Regions from separate parts of the Rattus norvegicus genome. Here region 1 is linked to region 2. Evidence: chromatin contacts called from public Hi-C data. All regions are on one chromosome and are shown on one strand. Each heading gives the region's core, a stretch centred on a gene start, on an enhancer-like site or on the middle of the called end of the contact. The rest is flanking DNA. Distances are from core to core; before and after follow the strand shown.

The links. A called contact is a pair of places that touch in the nucleus more often than the background predicts.
Region 1: a contact with region 2 is called in a Hi-C map of Schwann cells, with 7 times the contacts expected there. The contact joins the promoter of Siah1 here to the enhancer-like site in region 2. A contact is called at or near these places in 2 of 12 Hi-C or Micro-C datasets (Schwann cells and frontal cortex).

What each region holds. Positions count from the first base shown.
Region 1 is chr19:36,550,854-36,553,553 of GRCr8, forward strand. Siah1 (siah E3 ubiquitin protein ligase 1) reads left to right here and starts at 1,312. Exons shown (of 2, transcript NM_080905.2): 1 at 1,312-1,489.
Region 2 is chr19:36,375,323-36,378,022 of GRCr8, forward strand. No RefSeq gene overlaps it. Among named protein-coding and RNA genes, the nearest start is that of N4bp1, 20 kb to the right of the region's middle. Within about 2 kb of position 1,374, at least 16 of the 93 cell types and tissues checked have an H3K27ac peak or open chromatin away from gene starts, as enhancers often do.

The sequences.
Region 1 (2,700 bases), core at 62-2,561, 180 kb after region 2:
AAACCAAAAAAACAACAACAACAAAAAAAAAACAAAAAAGAAATGAAGATAACCAATATCGACAATCTTCATGGACCTACATAATGCAAGCTATTTATCTGGCTTTTGAGTTTAGCGGACCAACAGATTAATAGTATGTGGTGCATCTATTTATCTAATTAATTTAGTAACGTTTTCAACTGTTTGGATGTGCTAATGGTCTCAGAGGAAGGCTGATGAGGTATCAGCACAGGCACATATTACAAATATGTTGAGGAAAGCTGAACATTGTTTGAGAACACATTTGGGTTCTAGAAGGGGGGGCGGGAGTTTGTGCTGATGGAAAGGCTGAGAGGGGACTTTCTTGGTTCCTTGAAATCCCATAGAAAAAGTACTTTCCTCACAGCATTGCATTTCTACAGTTCTTCCCTGAAAATCCGCTCAGGATTTGTAAATGCCTGACATTCCGTTAACTTAGTCAGACAGAGGAATCCATCAAAAGACTGTAACCAACTCTGTGAGATGGCTTAGCAGAGGCCCTGCCACCAAGGCGGACCACTCGCGCTCCACCCCCAGCACCCCACAAGTGGTCCTCTGACCTCCCAAGAATCTCACACCACAGAATCGAATTTAAAGGCTTCTACCCCTTCACTGGCAACTAGGAACTGAGTCTTATCCTAGGCAAGAACTCCTCACGAATGCACGCCTAGCTCTTAAGATGGGGGTCTTCATTTATTTTGGATACAGCATCTCACCGTGAAGTCCTAGAACCCTCTACATAGAGCAGACTGGCCCCAAACTTGTGAAGATCCTGGTTCTGCTTCCCTAGTGCCCGGCTGCTTTTTAATCTAAAGTAGCAGGATGGACAGTCCCCAACGAGGAGCGTCCCAGATAAGTGGGGAAGTGGAGTTAAAGGCGTGCTTCTAACTGGCCAGCTTTCAACTAGCCTACCGGGAGGCGCGGCCCTCTCTTCCTCCAGCAGTGGGGTCGTGGCGGCCGCTACAGGCCGCGGGCCCCGGGAGAGGCCGGCGCAAAACCAAGTCAATTCCATAGGAAGGGCCCGAGACAGCACGGCCGCCTCGCGGGGATGCTCGGGGTGCAGCTCCGGTAACCGAAGCGTCTCGACGCCAACCGCCACCGCGGGAACCAGTAGCGCGGTACGCGCGCGGGCCGCAGCCGCCAGCCGCTTCTGCGCCTGCGCGGCCGTCGGAAGCCCCTCCCAGCCGGGCTCTTTGCGCGCGCCCGCTCATGGCGGCCGCCGCAGTGTGTGGTACTTAGCGGGCGCGCGCGGCGAGCTCGAGAGCGCGCGGGGCGGCGGCGGCGGCGGCGGCAGGGAAGCCGGGCTGCCGGGCGGGCGCGCTCTCGAGGGCGGCGGCCCAGGGTGTCCCGTCGGTCTCGGCGCCGGGAGAGGTGGAGGCGCGGTCCGCGGTGGCGGCGGTGGCGGCGGCGGCAGCTGGCGACCGGGCGCGTTAGACGGGGCCGGGGTCCGCGGCGCGCTCTCCGCCCACAGGTAAGCGGGCGGCCTGGAGGGAGGAGCCGGCTGCGGCCCGGGGAGGGCTGGCGGGTCCCCTTGCGGAGCCGCGGCGCCTTTGTCTCGGCCTCTCCGGGCGGGCCCAGCCGAGAGCGGCGGTGAGGGGAGGCGGAGGGCGGGCGGGCGCGCCGAAGCTATGGCCCGCGCCCTCGCTCAGTCTTTGTTGTGCGGCCCGGTGTACGGCCAACATGGCGGAGGTCAGCCGCGCGCTGCGCGGGCCGCGGTCCGGCCTTGCCTCGGCGGCTCTGGGAGGGTGGCCTCCCCCGGACCCGCGCCTTTATTGTGCGGGGAAGAACGCAGCCTCCTCCCTTGTTTATGTCGCCACGAGCGAGCGCGCGGACGCCCGCCTGGGCCGCTCCAGCCTTTAAGCCTAAGCCTTGCTCCGCCCAGCTTCCTTTGCGGGATAGTTCGGGGTCCTTCCTCCACGCTCCCAGATGCAACTTAGTGTGCACGCCCTGGCCGCTGCGGACCGTCCGTTCCTGGAAAGATACAGAATTTGTTTACCCTGGCAGAAGAGTCACATTTGTGCATTTGGAAAACGAGGCCATCTAGCTGATTTGTCAAAGTCATGGAAACCCTGAACGTGGATGCAGGACAGGGCATCTAACTGCTGTTCTTAGCGTTGAACATTTACCATTTCTTGATAGGCGACTGTCCAGGGTGAAATGTTAACTCGTTAAAGCATTTGGAGCTTGGGCTCCGAACTCTGTCCTCCTGCTTTGATTCAAATCCTGCCCCACCGGTTTGTGACCTTGGGCACGATTTTGGTGCTTCATCTTCCTAATCTGAAAAATGGGTCTAATGGAGAGTATTTGGCTTAAGCCTTTGAGAACGAGATGGGAAATAGTTGATGTGCAGAGAGCTCTTAGAGTAAGTACTAAGCGATCAGAGTAAATGATTACTGCTAAAGACCCTTGCCTCATAACATACGCTTAAGTTATTTTGGCATGGATGCATTGGAAGTACATAGACCAAAATGTTTGAAATCGGGTTACATAAAATCGGGTTAGTATTTGGGTTTTACCGTTTAAAAAAAATGAAAGGATTTAGAGGACAATGATATGCTTTCTGAAATGATGGAATTTTGGGATTTGAGTGATAGGGGATGTGACTTGGTAGATACAGTACATTGTGGAATTTGGAAAGTCAAATGAAGTTTCCTTTTAGCAGTTTTAGTTTATGGATCAGTT
Region 2 (2,700 bases), core at 124-2,623:
GGTTCTCAGGATTCTCCCCTGAACAGACCTGCATTGGCGTGATGTGACCAGCAGGTGGCGCCAAGGGCGTAGGCGATTCAAAGCTCAAGCGTTTCCTTCAGCGCTATTCAGTAGCTGACAAGTTATTAGGTGCAAAAACCTGTGAGATGTTCTCTTTATCCTCTAGCTCGGAGTCTGAGCACGACCTTGGCAAGAAGGGAAAAGAGTGAGGGAACTGAAATATCCTCCTTGAAATAACTGTCAGATAAACACAGGAGCTCGTACCTGTACTCTGAGGATTTCTGTAGGTTCAAAACCAGCCCCAGCTACCTAGAAAGTTCCAGGCCAGCCTAAGCTACAGAAGGAAAGCTTATGTAAAACACAAAAACAAACACCGCCGCCGCCACCCATTCCCCCCACACCCATCCCCCAAAGGAAACAGAAATGAGGTTAGGCACATGTCCTACAGGACAGGCAAAGCCAAGCCTCTCTGCATGAGAAGGTTTTCACCAGTGCAGGGTGCTGAACCATCCCTTAAACCTGAGTGTGGCTTTTTCAAAGGTCACACAATTAGCCCACGTGCTCATAATGCACAAGGTCCAGGATCAGCAGCTAGGATGCTTGTTCCCACGTTTAAGCCCCTCTTCATGGCTCTGGAAACAGCCACACGCCCTGTGAGCACTTAAGTTGCTCTTAAACTTGTTTTTGAAATTGAATATAATCGCAAGGGAAACCATTCGTTGCCATGATAACTTTTCTCAGAACAGAAAAGAGCAAAAACCAAATACACAGTAGTTACAACTTTTTCCAGTCTGCTTGCCATTGAATTACCTGACATATTATTGGTGATTTTTTTCCCCCACACTGTAGCGCAAAGAGTAGCTTAGAAGGCCTTCTATCGGGAATTCTGAATAGAAAGAAGGCAGAGATGATGAAGAGGGAGAGGAGGTAAGGCAGAAAGGCAGAAATGGGACCTCCCTATCCTATCCATTGCAAAACAGAAGGAATCTTGGTGGTAACCTGGCAGCTCTGAGCTGAGCCTTCCTGCCACATGGGAACGCTTCAGGAAGCATCCGTTATTTTTAATAGGAAGCTTGAGGGGAAGGGCGGAGGCCTAGCTTCCTGTGAGACAGCCTGACCCCGGAGTCTTAGCATCTTAAGGAGGCACGTTCCTTACCACCCCACCCCACCCCACCCCAGCTGGTTGACTGCTTCTCCCACACTCTCTCAACTCTTCCCTTGCTGTAGCGGAGGTGGCCTGTGGCTGGAGCGGGAAGGGGACAAGAGGAAAGACACCTCTTGGGAAGGGACAAGGAGGTGCCAGTGATCCTTTACTAAACAACCCCAGGAGCCTGTGTGCTTGAGGAGCCCTGGCTGATCAAGTTCTGGTCTAGGGAAAGATCCACTGGGCTGTGGGAAGCACACTTCACTCTAGTCTTGGTTTCTCAGCCAAAGAGAGGTCAGGTGAAATTCTACAGCAAATCCTAATGCAGGCTCCTCACAGCCCCAGACTCAGGGCTGCTGCAGGAGGACGCTTCAGGGATTTACCTCAGCACCTACAGCCTCTTTTAAGAAGAGTTGGGGTTTGTGATCTATCTCCTGTGACCCAGGGATGTAGAAAGATTATATAGCCCTTTATCCTACAGGTCTCGGTCCTAAGGAACCAAGGAACCTCTGTCACCTCAGACCTACAGGGAAGCCCTACCCATCGCAACAACGTGCTGTGCCTCTTCTGTCCCTTCCTAGTCACAAGGGTTCCAGGTGAGGCACTTGATTGCTTTAGGCCTCTGTTTCTTTGTCTGTAAGATGGGTATGATCTCGCCTTCTAAAAGTTGGTGGTCCAGACGAACTCACTCAGATGAAGTGGTAGCTATTCAATGACAGTCCAGGTACTAGCACACACTCCAGCCCATCCCCTGGGCAGCTCCTCTTAGGCAGAAGTATCTAGGGGGAAAGAAAACCTAAATGTATATCTGTGCTCAGGGAGCAAATTTTATGCACCTTCTGTTCTAGTTTGCTTTCTTTCTTTCTTTTTTTTTTTAAGATTTATTTATTGTATATAAATACACTGTAGCTGTCTTCAGACACACCAGAAGAGGGCATCGGATCCCATTAGAGATGGTTGTGAGCCACCATGTGGTTGCTGGGAATTGAACTCAGGACCTCTGGAAGAGCAGTCAGCGCTCTTAACCACTGAGCCATCTCTCCAGCCCTCTAGTTTGCTTTCTATTGATGTGATAAAGGCCATGATTAAAAGCAAATTGGGAAGGAAAGGATTTATCTCATCAGAAAACTCCCAGGTCCTACTCCAGCACTGAGAAAAGTCAGGGCAAGAGCTGAGAGTGGGTACCCATCGGTAGGAACTGAAGCAGAGACCATGGAGGTCTGCTTAATACCTCATTCCTCGTGATTTGCTAGGCCTGCTTTCATCCCAAGGCCACCTGCCCAGTGGCATCATGGCCTCCATGGGCTGAGCCCTCTCCCATCAATCACAAATCAAGGAAATAGCCCACAGACTTGCTTGTAGGCCAATCTGAAGGAAGCATTTTCTCAGTTGAAGTTCTCTCTTCCCACTGGCCTGAATCAAGTTGTGAAAACAAACAAAACTACCCCCTATCTGGGGCCAAAATTCACTTGTGCGCTGTCTCCCCGGGAAAAGTCCCACATGAGGAAAGCTCTCTGCATCTTGCAAGAGCACACAGAGTTCGCTGCCTTCTACAT